Linked DNA regions of Sus scrofa: all the other regions are linked to region 2. Evidence: chromatin contacts called from public HiChIP or PLAC-seq and promoter capture Hi-C data. All regions are on one chromosome and are shown on one strand. Each heading gives the region's core, a stretch centred on a gene start, on an enhancer-like site or on the middle of the called end of the contact. The rest is flanking DNA. Distances are from core to core; before and after follow the strand shown.

Region 1 (3,700 bases), core at 646-3,145, 140 kb after region 2:
GTGAAGGTCCCGTCACAGTTGGAAGTCCTCTTCCATTTGCTTTTGACCAGTGTCGTCACTAAAGGCTCCGTTCTTTTCCAAAATGTGTATGTGCCCCGGTCGGGACCTCCGCCTCCTCCTCCTCCTGCTTCTCTTCTTCCTCGTCCCCTTCTTATTCTTTTTGGCCACACCCAACAGCATGGGGAAATTCCTGGGTCGGGAATTGAACCCGTGCCACAGCAGGGACCCAAGCTGCTGCAGTGACAACGCCGGATCCTTCACCCTCTGCACCACAAGGGAGCTCTGGGACCTCTTCCTTTTCCGAGTTTATCCTCACAGCAACCCTGGTGGATCTACCTGTTTTTCTGCCTCTGCTGAGGAGCCAAGAGCAGTCGGGAGGTTGTGCTGACCAAGGGTTGGCTATTCCCCGGGCAGTTTGGGGTGTAAAACCCTCCAGCTTGCTGCCTCTGAAGTACTTCTTCCTGTTCTGCCGAGGGCTCCAATTTGGAGTTTGATGGCCATTGAATCCATACCTAGATGTCCAAACTGAGGCGGAAACTGTTCTTATTAGCGAAGTCTTTGTGTGTTTTTCAGTTTCTATTTGAGGAAAACTGGCATTCCAACCCATGTGCTGTTTCTAGACTGCAGATGTACGAGTTGAGTCTGGACCTGCCAGGGTGTGTTGTGGGCGCCCTGCTGTGGAGGCCACAGTGAGGGTGACTCCCACACTGAGAAACTTGAAAATTGTACCAGTAATTGTCTGTATCAGAACCAAATTATATTTGCTTTATACCAAACAAAACTGTGGAGAACTAAAAGTACATTGTACAGGATGTCTGTGGTTTATATTTCACCTGTTTCAGTATTTATGTGATTAAATCAATTCTTTCCAGAAAGTAGTTGTTAAGTAACTCAAGTCACTGCAAATTCTGCCATAGTAATACCTCGATGCTCTGTAATTAATCCTGTGGATGCCTCCCGGCTATTTTTGTCTGAAGTAAGCCACTAAATTAAGCAACTATCTAAGGCTCTTGGTCTGCAAAAGTAAAATAAATGTTAAATGTGTACTTCTTTTCTTTGTGTAGTTCTCAAATGCTTGCCCTACTGAAATGAACAAGGGGGCTTCCTTACTGCCCTCACCCCTTTTCAGCATGAAAGGAGTGAAAAAAGTGAAGGTTTGTTCCCCTGTCTGCAGAAACTCAGGAAACCAAGCAAACACCCCCTCCCAGAGGGGAGAGAATTCAAGCCCACGAGCCCTTTTTGGGCCTGAATCCCTCGTCACAGTCTACATTGCCCGCGCCGAGACAGTGAATGTGAATGTTTGTTTTTCATTCCCTTTCTTGAGATCTGAGATCCAAAATGTCGAGCTACCATTTCTCCGTGACCACAAAAGTCTGCAGAGTAATGAGCTGGGCAAGAGGACGGCATTCTACGAGCTTCAGCTGGTCACAGGAGGAGCCTTGGGATCTCAGGGCTTTAAAAACCTTCTCAAGCCGATCTGAGTAAGAGGTCTGAGGACCCCCAGCCGCAGCCCAGCTTTAAAACACGTCCTTGCTCCGGCAGGCCTGCGGCACGTGGACGTTCCCCGCGGGGGTCCAACCGGCAGCCACACCGGCGACAACGCCGGGTCCTTAACCCGCTGCGTCACAGGGAAACTCCTCGCCCCGGTTTTGCGCGAGGTCGAGCAAGACTTCTGTCTCCATATCGGAAAACTCGGAGTCCGCTACAGCAGCACTCAGGGTCCTTCCCGAGCGCCGCGCTCGCCCAGGATCAGGGAGGGACGAGCCGCCGCAGCCGCGCCGGGCCGGGCCAGGGCCCGGGTGTCGTCACCGGTGGGCGTCGACGCGGGCCGTGACGCGCAGGCGCGCGCTGGGCACCCCGCTGGGTACCCCGCTGGGTCCTGAGCCGGCGGCGGGGGCCTGCCCTCCTACGTCATCATCCCCGCGCCGAAACAGGAAGTGACGACCATTCTGGCGCGCGCCGGGCGCTGTTTCTTCTCAGGCTCCGGGATCGGCGGCGGCGGCGGCGGCGGCGGGTGAGTGGCGGGGCGGGGCGGGCAGGGGGACTTGGCGCGACCAGCTCACCCGAGCTCTCGGGTCCCGGTGGGCCTGGGGCGCGTGACCGGGGCGGTCTACATGCCGCGCTTCCTCGTCCCATCGGGCCGCGGGCGGAACTCGGGGTTGAGGAGGCGGCGGGCCAAGACTCTCCCTGAGCCCACCCCTGCCGTGTCGAACCCCGGGTTAACGCGACTGAACCCCAGAAGCCAGGACCCCGCCGCCCGGTCTGCGAGCGCGCCTTTGGAGCCCCCCATCCCCAGCCTCCCCGTGTCCTGTAATGGGGCAGCAGCCGTCGAGTCGGCCAGAGGCTCGCGCAGCCCAGGTGGCCTGTTTTTGTTTTTGTTTTTGTTTTCACAATGAGTATAAAGCCACTTATTTTTAAATTAGCAATGAAAGTATCAAGTTTACTTTAAAAAAATACAAACGATAAAAAACCCTTCACTGGTTGTATTCCAAACTGTAAGCCCGGGGCCTCAATCTCAGGAGAGCAGAGGTCTGTGAGTAGAGCTTGTCTGCATTTTTCCTGGAGCCAGGCCCCTGTCGGACATCATAGCCATGTGCCAGAGGGGGATCCCCCTTGGCTCTTTCTGAATGCTGGGCAATGACTGGGGGCCAGGAGCTTTTGCAAAGGAAGCCCAGGGCCCCATTCTAGGAAGTGTTAAAGTCAAAGCTGAGATGCAAATCAGGGAGGTTGGCTGAGACTGGGAATCTAAGGGGCTCACCACTGGCTTAGCACAGTCACTACCCTAGAAAGTGCCCTGGCTGTTGTTTCTTCTGTGACAAGGGGGTGTGGGATGGGGATGGTGACAAAGAGTCTGCCAAACTCCTCATCCTGGGAGCAGGCAGAGCTGCTGAGTCCTTGGCCTTCCCCAGGTGACTCAGTCCTGGAGACAGGATACTCTAAAGGTCACAGGAATGATAGCAAATTGCTGTGGAATGTTCTCAGGACAAGCCGAGCCTGTGGGGAGACTATCAAGCTGGTCACACCTTCTGTCGGCTAAGCAGAAAAACCTAATAGGGGTTAGCTGAGTCCTCACCCCAACCCAGGTGGTCTAACAACAGTCTCCTGAGGGCAAAAACAGTGCATGGGGAAGGCCATGTGCTGAGCTGTAAGCTTCACCTGGATGGTCCTATTTCATCCCCAGATGATGCTGTCTTGCAGGTGGTTTTCTTACCATTTATCAAATGATAAACTGATGTGAAGTAACTGGCCCTAGACATACAGCTATGTGGCTATGAGAGAAAAATGACTGGAATCCAGGCAGTCATCCTCCACGGCCAATCACTTTTTTTTTTTTGCTTTTTATGGCCAAACCCGCTGCATATGGAAGTTCCCAGGCTAGGGGTCAACTGAAGCCGCAGCTGCCGGCCTACACCACAGCCACAGCAACGCAGGATCCGAGCCACGTCTGCGACCTACACCACAGTTCCTGGCGACACCAGATCCTTAACCCAGTGAGCAAGGCCAGGGCTCGAACCCGCTTCCTCATGGATACTAGTTGGATTCTTAACCCGCTGAGCCACAGCGGGAACTCTGTAGGGCCCATCACTCTTAGCGAACATGTGTACTGAGGGCTCAGAAGGCACGGGCACAAGTGTTCCGCTTCTCGTTGAACCACAGCTGGCTGTGTCCTGACACCAATTGAGTTCTTTTTCTTCCTGCA
Region 2 (4,183 bases), core at 387-2,886:
ATGCCACTGAACTGTATCCTTCCGGAGGGTTAGTGGTAAACTGCACGAGACATGTATTTTCTCAGGAGGTAACGCCAAAGTGGGTGATGAGGCAGCAGCTTGTCTGGGGAAGCTCCGAGTCAGCAGGACTGTTCGAGGAGGCCCCCCGTCTGATGAGGGCGGTGGGCTGCCCTATGGGCAAGGATTTCCTGAGAGAGATTCAGGCCCTGAGATGAACTGGGGCTGAGTCCTTGCCCCCTCCCGGGTGGGCCAGCATGGTGGGGTCTTTCTGTTGGAACGGACAGTCCCTCCAGGTAGGTCCCTAAAAGGGACCTCGGGGTCATCAGGACAATGACCAGGATGCAGACCCAGAGGAAAGAGCCCTTCCTGCCAAGCACTCTGGGGGCTGGGCTATGCCCCCGTGTCAACACCTGGGTGGCCTGGGGGGGCAGGTGTCCTGCGGCGGTTCACGACACGGTATGGCATGTAATGTGGCCTGGCAGTGGTCCCGAAGCGGGAGGGCAGCTCTGGGCCTGGCGGCCTTGCGGACCCACATCCCTTCCCGTCTGCTCAGTGGCTGCCTGCCTGCAGGAAATGGCCCTGGGAGGCGACTTCGTATCAGGTGACCCCAGGCCAGCTTCCTGGCCTGAGCACCAGTCAGGCTCTGGGGCCTCCCCAGGCGGCCCCTGCTGTCTGGACAGGGCAGTGCGCCACAGGCAGCCCCTGCGCCGTCGCCCGGCTCCCTCCCCGCCGCTGAGGTCACAGGTGCAAGCTCTTTATCTGGCAGGTGCTGGCGGAGCCGAGTCCCACGGCTCCACCTGCGGGGAGAGGCATCCCTAGAACAGCAGGAGCAGCCTCCCCTAAGCAGTGGGAGGTGGGGCTGGGTCCAGCGGCCTGCCAGCAGCGCCCTCCCCTCCCAATGGTTCCTGTAGCTACCCGCCCCAGCCCCCAGCCCCTGCCCCTGTCTGCAGCGGCCCGGGCCTCCCCTACTCTGCCGCTGCAGGTGCAGGCAGAACCCTCTGTCAAGCCAGCCTGCTGCCCGGGTACGCTGGGCCAGCGAGGGTTGGGTCCCAGCTTCCTGGCAACAGGGACTCCTCCCTGAGTCTGTGCCCAGGCCTCTAGGTGGCACCTGAGGCCGGGCTGGGGAGAAGGGGGTGGGGGGCCCCAGGGCCCGCCCTCCCCGCGGCCCCGCCCCCGCCCTCCCCGCGGCCCCGCCCCCGCCCCCCGCCCCCCCATCGTCCCCCCCGCTGCGCTGGCGCGGGGGTCTCTGCCTCCCGCCCTCCGTCCTGGTCTCCGCGCTCCCGCCCGGCCCGGGATGTGCGAGGGCGTTTCTGGCGGCTGCACTCCGGACTGGGCGGGCGGCGGCGGCCTGGCCTTGTGCAGGCAGCTGGGGGAAGCGCCGGCGCCGAACAATTGCGGCCTCCCTGCCAAGGGCGCCGCCCAGCCCGGGAGAGGAAATGGGGCTGGGGGCTGGGCGGGCGGCCGCGCTGGCTGCCCCTCGGGGCGCCCTCGGTGCCCGCCTGAGAGGCCCTGGAGCCGCTGCGGGGGCGGGCGGAGCAGACCTGCCGCCCTCCGCCCTGCGTGCCGGCTCTGCCCCCAGCATCCGGTTTCAGGCGGAGCTGCCCAGCCTCGGCGGGGGAGCCAGAACCCGGCCCTGAGGGCCTTGGACCGGCGGCAGGTCGGCCTGGGGGCCGCCCCACTGCCTTTTCCCTGTCCCGAAGCCTCCCCTCCTGACGGCCAGGTGACAGCCCTTCCTCTGCTCGGGTCGTGCCAGCAGGGCCCGTGGGCCCCCAGAGCCTGCCTCCAGGGCTGCGGGAAAGCCGAGCCCAGGCCTCTCAGAACCATGCTGGGGTCTCGGGTGCACGTGGCTGCGAAGCTGGGGGCAGGAGGCTGGCCCAGCAGGAGCCCCAGCGGCCTGGCTGCATCCGGCTGAGCCTGAGGCCCAGGGTCTGCTCATTCCCTGAGCCTGTCATCACCCCTTTACAGATGAGCTGGTTAAGCTGCTACCCTGAGTGCTGGCTGCTCCAACTTGTGTGTGTGTGTGTGTGTGTGGTGTATGGCATGTGGTGTGCAGTGTGGGGTGTGTGTGGTATGGTATGTGGTGTATGTGGGGTGTGTGTATGTGGGTTTTGATGTGTGTGTTGTGTGTGGGGGGGTATGTGGCATGTGTGGTATGTGGCGTATGTGGTGTGTGTGTGTTGTGGGGGGGGTGTGGTATGTGGGGGGTGTGGTATGGGGGGGTGGCGTGTGGTAGGTGGTGTGTGTCCAGGCAGGACACTGAAAAGCCCCCGTGGAGGTTTGCTGGAGGCGGGCTTTCCAACCCCGCAGTCAGGGTTCTGCAGCAGAGGGGCTGCTGCTCCTCAGGGACCCCCAGAGCAGAGTGGCCCCCTGTCGGGCCCCCACTGAGGCCACCTGGTCCCGGGTTCTAGCCCACCTAGGACTGCCCCTCTGGGAGTGGCCCGGAGGCTGCTTGGACCTCCCTAGGGTGTCGGCCCCAAATCTGGGGGGGGGGGACAAGCTGCCCACCCCGGGGCAGCCCCTCCTCCAACCCCACGTGGCACTCCCAAAGCCCCATGGCCATGGCCCCCCCACGTTTTGGTGTCCCCCACGAGGGATGACTGGTTCAGGACCAAAGGTGGGTACAGGCTTGAAGGTCAGCATGATGGGGGGCTTGGGGACAAGGGACATGTCATGCCCTTGGAGAGAGAGGGGCTGCTGCTTCCACTGCCCAGGGGAAGGTGTGCAGAGGTCCTTCTAGGTCGGCTGGCGGCCAGGGGGCCCAGGCCATCCCCCTTCCCAAGGCGGATGCAGTGCCCTCTGCCTGCCACACCAGTCCTGGGCTCTGGGGCCCTGACTACCCTGGCCACGTCCACCTCGGCCTGGCCCCTTCCTGGGCTCTGAGGCTGCCTGCCCTGGGGTCTGCTTGACTGTCACCTCCCTGGGCACCCCCCATCGAACTGTGCCCCTGCTCTCCCGTGCCCCCAACAGGCCTGCCCCTGCCAGGGAGCCATGGGTGGGTGCGCCACCCAGGGAGTTGTGCTGAGAGAAGGACCGGGAGCCTCCTGGCTGTGTGGCCCGTTCTACTGGCCAAGCCTGCCTCTGGAGGCCCACGGGAACTCGGGCTCTGATCACCTACCTTCCGCCCAGCCCCCTTCCTCGTCCTCGCCCTCGTACTCCAGGGCCTGGAGGCGCACTTACTGGAAGCAAGGTTAGGATGGCCCTGGGTGGAGAAGCAGACGCTGCTCAGTGGGACAAGACAGATGCTGTGGGCACCGCCCCCTGCAGCTCTGAGACCCTAAAAGCCTGGCTTGGAGCGTGGCCCCCGGGAGGGGGTCCTGGCCTTGTGCACAGATTGTTTGAATAATTCAGATTTAAGAGACCTACTTTCCCGTCAGAGCTCTTCCTGCTGCAGAGCAGATGGGGCAGGGGCATCTGAATTATGCATTCTGCTCCCCAGGTTTTTAGTGAGGGCTGGGCACCAAGCCAGGCACTGTCCCCTCAGGCCCAGCTGGCCGGGCCCTTGCTGAGTAGGCTGAACGGACCACAGGCTGGTCTCAGAGCCATTTGTCTAGAGAGCCAGGGTTCTCTGCGGGGGTCAGGAGAAGCCTGGGCTCCTGGCTGGGCGCAAGCTCTGCCTGAAAGCACCCTGACTGACACCCCACCGAGGAGCGTGCTGGGTCGCAGGTAGGGGCCAAGAACAGCCAGAGGCCTGGAGGGTGGGGCAGGGAGAGCCGGGGCCCCAGAGCCTCCTCCAGACCCTTGAGGTCATGGGGCCCCAGCCAGCCAGAAACCAGAAGCTGTCATGGGCTCCTGAGAGCGGACCAAGGCCCCAGGCAGGTGTCTAGGGCTCTGACACCTGGGGACCCTGACACCTGGGGGCCAGATGCGGATGAGGCCTCAGGCTGCTAGGGAACTGGGAATAAAGGCCCAGGGTCCCCTGTTCCTTCCTGGCTTCCCCTCAACTTTGCCCCTCACACCCAGTCCATAAACACATAAACAGGATTCCAGGCCCTGGCCACAGGGCAAGGCCCTGCCACGCCCTGCAGATTAGCTAGGGGCCACAAGGCTGCACCCCAAGGTCTTAGAGAGCTGGGCAGGCTCCGGCCTGGGGTCCTCGTGCTTGGCCTTGCCCTGCAGCCCTGCTGGAACGGGGAATGGGCCTGGCCAGGCCAGTGGTAGCCTGAGGCATGGGGAGCCCTGGGCC
Region 3 (3,991 bases), core at 1,268-3,767, 170 kb after region 2:
AAACTGGCTGCCATTGCTGACACAGAACCCAGCAAAGGAAACGGGCGGGCAGCCACCAAGTCTGGGGAAAAACGGTTTTATACTTTCAGCATTCACCGTCTCAGCCCAACAGACAGACATCTAGATCTGCTGCTGGTTTTCCAGTTTTTTCCTTATTTTCTTTCTTCCTTTTTTTTTTTTTTTTTTTTTTTTTTTTTGGCTGTGCCCATGGCAGGTGGAAATTCCTGGGCCAGGGAACAAACCCACGCAACAGCAGTGACCTGAGGTGCTACAGTGAGAACACCAGATCCTTAACCTGCTGCACCACAAGGGAACTCCTACTAGTTTTTCTTAAGAAACTTCTAGCTTCTGAAAAGCAGAACTATTTCTCTCTCTTTTTTTGCATCCTTTAGAGCCCCACCCATGGCATATGGAGGTTCCCAGGATAGGGGCTGAATCAGAACTGTAGCTGCCAGCCTACACCACAGCCACAGCAATGCCAGATTCAAGCCACATCTGCGACCTACACCACAACTGCTAGCAACCCCAGATCCTTAACCCACTGAGCGAGGCCAGGAGTCAAACCCATGTCGTCATGGATAGGAGTCGGGTTTGTTACCACCGAGCTATGACGGGAACTCCCCAGAACTATTTCTAAAGCACTTGTTGAGACAGTATAGAAATAAAGGGTTGACCTTATTTTGACTATTTTATCAGAAAAAAAACTTTAAAAAGCTGCAGAGATTACGTCATATTGAGCCAGGAAGTTGGCAATTGCCTTTACTGAGCAAAATAAAGTTGCATGGAACTGAGACTGCTCTCAACAAAAGGCTGCCACTTCTCTCCTTGCACCTCCAGCTGAGCTGATGATGCTGTTTAAATCGACACCATATGTGGCACAGTCAACTGGCAAAACCTGGTGAATCACAGGCTCCTGTCCCATGGCAGCTCTGGCTAAGGCTGGGGAGAAAATCCCAGGTGCCCAGGGAGTCTGGCCCATTAAGAGCGAGTAAAGCCCTGAGACCTTACGTGGACCGTATGAGCACACCGGCTGAGGGAGACCCCCAGGAAGTACAGGGTGGGCATCACCTGAATTCTGGCCACCCAGATGGGAGCCCTCAGGCACCCAAGCACCGCACAGGACCTACCCTGGGCGGGAGCATGGCATTCAGATACTTGTTGCACCTGGAGCAACAGGCCAGAGGGAAATGGCCAGAGGAGGGGACCTGCCAGGAAGGGCCAGGTTTGCCAGGGCTCCCACTACCAGACTGCCTCATCCCCAGCCTGGCGGGTGCCCCCCGGGAGCCTATCTGGTACCTTTGCCTGCTTCAATTGATTCTGAGCTCAGAGAGAGGATTATTTACTTACACACATACACGCTCAAAAACAAGCCCAAGCCCCTCTGACATGGCATCAGAAGGAATCCAAGCTCGTCAACAGCTCACCTGTCTGGCTGTACGGTCGCTCCCCCCCCACCCCCGCCTTGAAACTAGTGCGCTACAGCTCTGATGCCTGGAGACGTGAGGAAGGGCCTCTAGCCCTGCTGAACTTCAGCGAAAGCCCTAAGCCATCTGACCCTGCGGGGCGGGGGGGGGGGAAGAGGCCAAGACGCAATTAGTACCCCGTTATATACGTGCCCATTCCCTGGAGCTGCCCCAGGGGGCTGCCTCCGGCCCTGCAGGGCTCCCTGGGGTCTGGGGCCGCCGGGAGTGGGGCCGAAGATTGACTCGGCTCTGCAGACGTCAGGGCCCCGCGCTGCACCCTGGGGGGCGCGGCCGGACAGGCCAGGCCGGTCGCCCACCCTTAACTGACCCTTCCTCACTCGCTCGGGTGCGCCCCGCCCCTGTCATTCGTCCCCCTTCTTTGAGAAGCCGCCCTCGCCGCTGCCGGACCATGGCCCCAGTCCCAATGCCCCAGTCGACCCCTTCACTTGCCCGGAAGTTTGCGTCCCGCCCGCTCCGCGCAGGGGCTCCGGGGGCCTGAGGAGCGCCGAGTCTGTCAGCCGGCCAGCTTCGACCTCAGTGTGTGTGACGCCTGGCCGGCGGGCTTCGACTGCTCAGAACCCGCCACCAGCCAGGCCGCCGCGCCACGCCGCGCCGAGCCCGAGCCCGAGCCCCCCGGCCGAAGCCACCCGAAGCCCCCGGCGCTTCAGGGTCTAGGGCCGCCGCGAGCCCTGCCGGGACTTGTAGTCCGCAGCTCCGAGACAGCGGCGGGGGGGGCAGGCCTGAACCACAACTCCCAGGAGGCTACGCGGCGCCGTGACGTAGTGCGCGTGTGGGCAGGATCTACGGACCCAGCCCCGCCCCGACAGCCTGAGGGGCCTCCATCCTTGCTTCCGCGGGAAGGATTCGGGTGGGCTCTGCGCCGCCCCAGACAGGGGACGCGACCACGTCCGCCGGCGCGCGCGCACGTCGGAGAGGGGGCGGACTGCGGGCTGCGGCGCCTCTCCGGGCTGTCACCACCGTGGCGCCCGTGCCCGGGAGGGCCTGCGGACACTACGGCCCCAGGCCTCCCCAGCTACCGAAGACGCGCACGCGCGGGCCCGGACGCGCGGACCAGGCGGCCACGACCTCGCCGCGAAGGGGCGTGGCCTGAACTGGGAGTGCGTCGCCCTCGCTGGCCTTACGTGGCGCACGCAGCCAGGTTCGGAAACGCGTTCGGTTGCCGTGGAGACATGATTGGTTCCGAGATGAATCTTAGTCACAGCCGTGGAGACGGAAGGGTTCAGAGATGAGTCGACGTCACAGCCAACACTTTTGATTTGAGTTACTTTAAAATAAGAGTAAGGCCAGTGCATTTTTTTTTTTTTTTTTTCTCGGCCGTACGCGTGGCTTATGGAAGTTCCTGGGCCAGGAATGGAAACCGAGCCTCAGCGGCGACCTACTCCACAGCTGCAGCAGTGGGATCTTTAATCCACTCCTCCTGGCAAGGATCAAACAAACCCCAGTGCATGGTTTTAATTGACGCAGAACTGAAGACTTAGGGAAAAACATTGGTCCTACGCCAGTCTGCCCAGAGGCGAATATTTCCAACCCTAATATCTTTTCCTGGACAGCAACCTCTTTCTAAACCTGAGAGCAGAGAGTGCTGGGGGTGGGGGAGGGAGTGTGGTTTGGCTGCACCTGCAGCATATGGAGGTTCCTGGGCCAAGGAATGAACCCGGGCCACAGCAGTGACCCGAGCCGCTGTAGTGTCAATGCTGGATCCTTAACCCTCTGTGCCACAAGATAACTCCTGGAAGTGCTGGTTTTTTCTTTTTTAGGGCTGCACCCTTCGCATATAGAAGTTCCCAGGCTAGGGGTCCAATCGGCGCTGCCACTGCCTACCTATGCCACAGCCATAGCAACACCAGATCAGAGCAGCATCTGTAACCTATGCCACAGCTTGTGGCAACACTGACTCCTTAACCCACTGAATGAGGCCAGAGGTGGAACCTGCATCCTCATAGATACTAGTTGGGTTTGTTACCAACGAACCACAATGAGAACTCCTGGAAGTGCTAGTTTTTGATGTATTAATTTTAGACATTTTTATAGGCTTCCCAGTGAGCTCAAAGAGAACCAGACTCTTAAAAGAACTCCTCACTCCCAGCCCATCCCGCAAAGGTACATTTTCCTGACTGTGTTTGAAATCATACAGCTCATCTCAGGAGTCACTGAAGCTCAGTTTCCTTATGCCTTGGTGTGGAGGGAATTCAACCAGAGGAAGCGATAGGTAAGAAGCGGGTTTGTTAATATAGGACTCTTGTGAAGGACATAAGCGGGCAGGCAAAAGCACTCTTCCCCAAGAATTAAGTGGGCTAAATTTCTGTAATCCAAGTCCACCACCTTCCTCTTCCCTTTTAAAAAATATTGCAGGGAGTTCCCGTCATGGTGCAGTGGGAACCATGAGGTTGCGGGTCGATCTCTGCCTCGCTGAGTGGGTTAAGGATCCCTCATTGCCCTGAGCTGTGGTGTAGGTTGCAGATGAGGCTCAGATCCAGCTTGCTGTGGTGTAGGCTGGCAGCTGCAGC
Region 4 (4,026 bases), core at 457-2,956, 200 kb after region 2:
TGCACCACAGCAGGAACTCTGGAGACATGGCCACGTGTAATCATTGTCTTATTTATTTTGTCTTTTGCCTTGTCTACGGCCACTCCTGCGGCATACGGAGATTCCCAGGCTAGGGGTCTAATCGGAGCTGCAAGCCACTGGCCTACGCCAGAGCCACAGCAACGCAGGATCCGAGCCGAGTCTGCAACCTACACCACAGCTCACGGCAACGCCGGATCCTTAACCCACTGAGCAAGGGCAGGGATCAAACCCGAAACCTCATGGTTCCTAGTCGGATTCATTAGCCTCTGAACCATGACAGGAAGTCCCCATTGTCTTATTATAAATGACTTAAGAATAAACTGAAGTTGGAGATAACAAATATTTCATGAAAATTAGCTAAAGGCTGAAATAAAGTACCTGTTTCATAGCTAATGTCTAATAGCTCCTATTTGATAGGACAGTTTTGAGAAATATTTCTTTTTTTCTAGGCTTATTTAAATATTTTATCATAGTCAGATACATAAGTTTCTCTTATTTTAGAATATCTTCATGGAGTTCCCATCTTGGCTCAGCGGAAATGAATCTGACTCGTATCCATGAGGATACAGGTTTGATTCCTGGCCTTGCTTAATGGATTAAGGATCCAGTGTTGCCATGAGCTGTGGTGTAGGTCGTAGACTCGGCTTGGATCCTGCATTGCTGTGGCTGTGGTGTAGGCCAGCAGCTACAGCTCTGATTCGACCCCTAGCCTGGGAACCTCCGTATGCCACAGGTGCAGCCCTAAAAAGACAAACAAAAATATTTTTTAAAATTCTTCAGGAGAAACATTTCAAATTTAAAGGCCACATCTGACTAAAACAATTAGAGTTACCGACTTGCCATGACGGGAACTTCTACCTCTGAATACTTAATGACGCTTTTTACAAATCAGACAAGTTGTTTTTCTCGATGCAAATAAGTGAGGTTTTCTCAATGCTGACATGTGAGCTCTACTTAAATCGTCCTCCACACCGGGCGTTCGGTGGTCCAGGAGCAGGTCGTGTATAGAACGTCTGTGCGGCAACTAAAGCAGTTTCTGTGGTGGCCTTTTCACACTTGCCCAAATTCAGACACTTCTCTTCCATTTTTCATTTTCCTTGCCCACTTATCTTGCCCCACCCCCACCGCCCAGCACCCTGCTTATTTCTTGAGTCCCCCATGGCATTCACTAAATGTTACCTAGGACCGATGAATTACCAATCTTTTCAGATCCTTCCCAGGATACCACGGTTAAGACCCATTTTTAATTTTCTTTTTTCAGGGTCGCACTGTGGCATATGGAACCTCCCAGGCCAGGGTTTGAATCGGAACTACAGCTGCCGGCAATGCCAGATCCTTAACCTACCAGTTGGGGCCTGGGATGAAACTGGAAACCTCAGGGATACTAGTCAGGTTTGTACTGCTGAGCCACACCAGGAACGTCAAAATGCTATTTTTTAATACCTTTTTACTCGTTTCTGCCCCTAAAAGTTGGTGGGTCTATGGTCTATGGGTTTTATTCTGCAAATCACTGATACTCATGTAAACCAATAATTATATTTTTATTATGTTATCAAGTACACATCATGTGAAAGAAAGATCAACTGTTTAATTATGTTCTCAGATCTGTTACCGCATCTCTGTGTGTGATGCAATGGGACGCTTGCCTGTTTTTTTTTGTTTTTTTTTTTTTTTTTTTTGTCTTTTGTCTTTTTAGGGCTGCACCCTCGGCATATGGTTCCCAGGCTAGGGGTCTAATCGGAACTGTTGCTGCTGGCCTACGCCACAGCCACAGCAACACCAGATCTGAGCGGCGTCTGTGACCTACATCACAGCTCAGGGCAACGCCAGATCCTCAACCCACTGAGCGAGGCCAGCGATTGAACCTGCAACCTCGTGGTTCCTAGTCGGATTCATTTCCGCTGCGCCACAACAGGAACTCCCCATACTTACGTGTTTTAAAAAAGCCAAGAGCAAATGTGTGTTTTTGTTAGTGGTGGTGGTGAGCATGTCTACAGATTTGGCAGTAATGCATAAATTTGTCAAACAGCCCTTCCAAAATTATACTTGTGAAATACACACACACACACACACACACACACAAATTGATCTTAAAAAATTTAAAACTAAAAAGACTAATCACATCAAGTGCCATCAAGGATGTAGAGAAAGTGGGACACTGCACACGGGAATGTGAGACAGTACATTTGCTTTGAAAACAATTTGGCAGTTTCTTAGAAAGTTAAAAGTACACCTAAACATATGCTCTAATCACCCTACTCCTGGGCATTAAGCCAAGTGGGTCCTTAACCCACTTAGGAACTCCTGAGACGTTTCTCAATGCACTGGACATAAGGCAACAAAACCATCTCGCCTGGGAATGGGGCCTGAGCCCTTCTGAGCTCAGAGTCTGTGCATGCAGTGGGGCAGAGCAGCACAGAGCGCCAGAGAGAAGGTCCCTAGCCAGGACAGAAAGGCCAGTGCGGGCAGAGGAGGACATGGGTGAGCTTTCTTGAAGTGGGCGGCATCTATCTGATCTCAGTACTTGGACTGAGTTGAGGTCTGGGGGGCACACACAGAGGTAAGGCACCGACAAGCAATTTTCAGTTGGCGGACGTTAAGTTCTACACAGGAGGTAGGGAGAGGTGAGGTAGGACAGCTACTATATTGGTATTGGAATGGTCAGTACTGATCAGTACTGGTGTGGTGAGGCCATAATGTCTTTGAATTCAGGTTATGCCTTCTGAGCACACTGGGGAGGCCATGGAGGCGTCTTGTTTTCCAAATGTAAACACCTCTATTGTTTGTTGTTGTTGTTAGAGAAAATACACGTCCATCATAACATACAAAGTCAAGGAATTCAAAAAGGTATAAAGAGCATTCTTTATAAGTATAAAGCACCCTTAACCCTAGGCCATTAGGGTTGCGGTCCCACTGCCACATTCCAGGGTAGGTCCCTCTGGACGTTGCGTTCTGTGTGTGTTTAAATACAGAGAGTGGGAGGGGAGGACGCCCTCATTGGTCCTCACTCATCCCTCACACCCCCAAGTCCTTCCAAGTAAACACTTCCTTGCTATAATCCTGCACCGGCCTCCCTCACACCAGGCCCAAGGGTCCTGACTTAAACAGTCTGAGTGCCTGGTCCTCAACCTTTCTCTCCATGAAAACATCCGGAGCAATGTTAGGACAACCGACTATCAGTGAAGATGGTCCTTCACTGCCCCGGCTTCAGAGCTTTCCCCTCTCCAACAGCGAGACGGTCTGCTACCATCTGCTACCATCGGTGCCTACGGTTACGCCTAGCCTCCAGGCATTCAGAAGGCAGCTCCCTCTACACCCAGTTTCAAGCATCCCGCTCTACCACCCTCTGGCCCCAGCGACATTTCTTCCACTCCACTGGGATCTCCAGTTCAGCGCACACGGTACCTTTCCACTGCCACCGTCCCTTCGTGTCCTCACTTCTCAGCCAGCCTGGATCCACGTCGGAGCACCGCCATTCCCTCGCCCCCTCCTTTTGCTGCACATACCAGAAGACCAACTCATTGGCCACTCCAAGTGGCTGGAGAACAAAACCGGGTTGCCTAGTTTCTCGGTCAAATTACAACCCCGTATCTCAAACCCGCAGGGCCTCCAAACAAGCCCCAGGATTTCAATCGACTTGCTCTCCTAACCGGGGAGGTCTTCTCAAAGCACCTAACCACCTCTCCAAACACTTCCACGACTTCATTTAAAGGTCAGACTTCGTAGAGTCTTCGGCAGAGCAGAAAAGGGAGACACGGCGGCTCGGGTGGCAGGAGCGAGAACAAGGGGCGTCGCCAGGGGCAGGCGGAAGCGCGCAAAGCCATCCTGGAAGACGCTGCCCGGAACCTGCCACTTCCAACGGCCGTCCCAGCAGGCCAGCGCCTTTTGCGTCATTCCCGGCGACGGCGCTCGTGACATCATCTGAGCTGGGGCGGTGCCTTCGCGTCATTCCCGGCGACTGCGGCGGCTCGTGACGACGTCGGGTCGCCGGTGCGCGGGGCTGGG

Evidence for each region. Promoter capture Hi-C pulls out the DNA fragments that hold promoters and counts their contacts. HiChIP or PLAC-seq counts read pairs in DNA pulled down with a chosen protein or histone mark.
Region 1: a promoter capture Hi-C map of liver shows a contact between it and region 2, with 5 times the contacts expected there. The contact joins the promoter of CDK11B here to the promoter of GNB1 in region 2. A contact is called at or near these places in 2 of 5 promoter capture datasets (fetal liver and liver), 1 of 47 Hi-C or Micro-C datasets (embryonic fibroblasts) and 2 of 2 datasets of contacts at active chromatin or transcription factors (alveolar macrophages and skeletal muscle).
Region 3: a contact with region 2 is called in an H3K27ac HiChIP or PLAC-seq map of alveolar macrophages. The contact joins the promoter of MIB2 here to the promoter of GNB1 in region 2. A contact is called at or near these places in 10 of 47 Hi-C or Micro-C datasets (blood, embryonic fibroblasts, heart right ventricle and 6 more) and 2 of 2 datasets of contacts at active chromatin or transcription factors (alveolar macrophages and skeletal muscle).
Region 4: an H3K27ac HiChIP or PLAC-seq map of alveolar macrophages shows a contact between it and region 2. The contact joins the promoter of SSU72 here to the promoter of GNB1 in region 2. A contact is called at or near these places in 1 of 5 promoter capture datasets (fetal liver), 2 of 47 Hi-C or Micro-C datasets (embryonic fibroblasts and mesenteric adipose tissue) and 1 of 2 datasets of contacts at active chromatin or transcription factors (alveolar macrophages).

What each region holds. Positions count from the first base shown.
Region 1 is chr6:63,818,155-63,821,854 of Sscrofa11.1, reverse strand. It overlaps CDK11B (cyclin-dependent kinase 11B), which reads left to right and starts at 1,895. Exons shown (of 19, transcript XM_021097470.1): 1 at 1,895-2,014. It overlaps SLC35E2B (solute carrier family 35 member E2B), which reads left to right. Exons shown (of 10, transcript XM_021097474.1): 10 at 1-1,051.
Region 2 is chr6:63,954,967-63,959,149 of Sscrofa11.1, reverse strand. It overlaps GNB1 (guanine nucleotide-binding protein G(I)/G(S)/G(T) subunit beta-1), which reads left to right and starts at 1,636. Exons shown (of 11, transcript XM_021097493.1): 1 at 1,636-1,657.
Region 3 is chr6:63,785,726-63,789,716 of Sscrofa11.1, reverse strand. It overlaps MIB2 (E3 ubiquitin-protein ligase MIB2), which reads right to left and starts at 2,517. Exons shown (of 20, transcript XM_021097467.1): 1 at 1,914-2,517; 2 at 1-61. It overlaps LOC102160306, which reads left to right. Exons shown (of 5, transcript XM_021097587.1): 3 at 1,897-2,622; 4 at 3,516-3,693. The coding sequence ends at 3,693.
Region 4 is chr6:63,755,140-63,759,165 of Sscrofa11.1, reverse strand. It overlaps SSU72 (RNA polymerase II subunit A C-terminal domain phosphatase SSU72), which reads left to right and starts at 1,706. Exons shown (of 5, transcript XM_003127502.5): 1 at 1,706-4,026.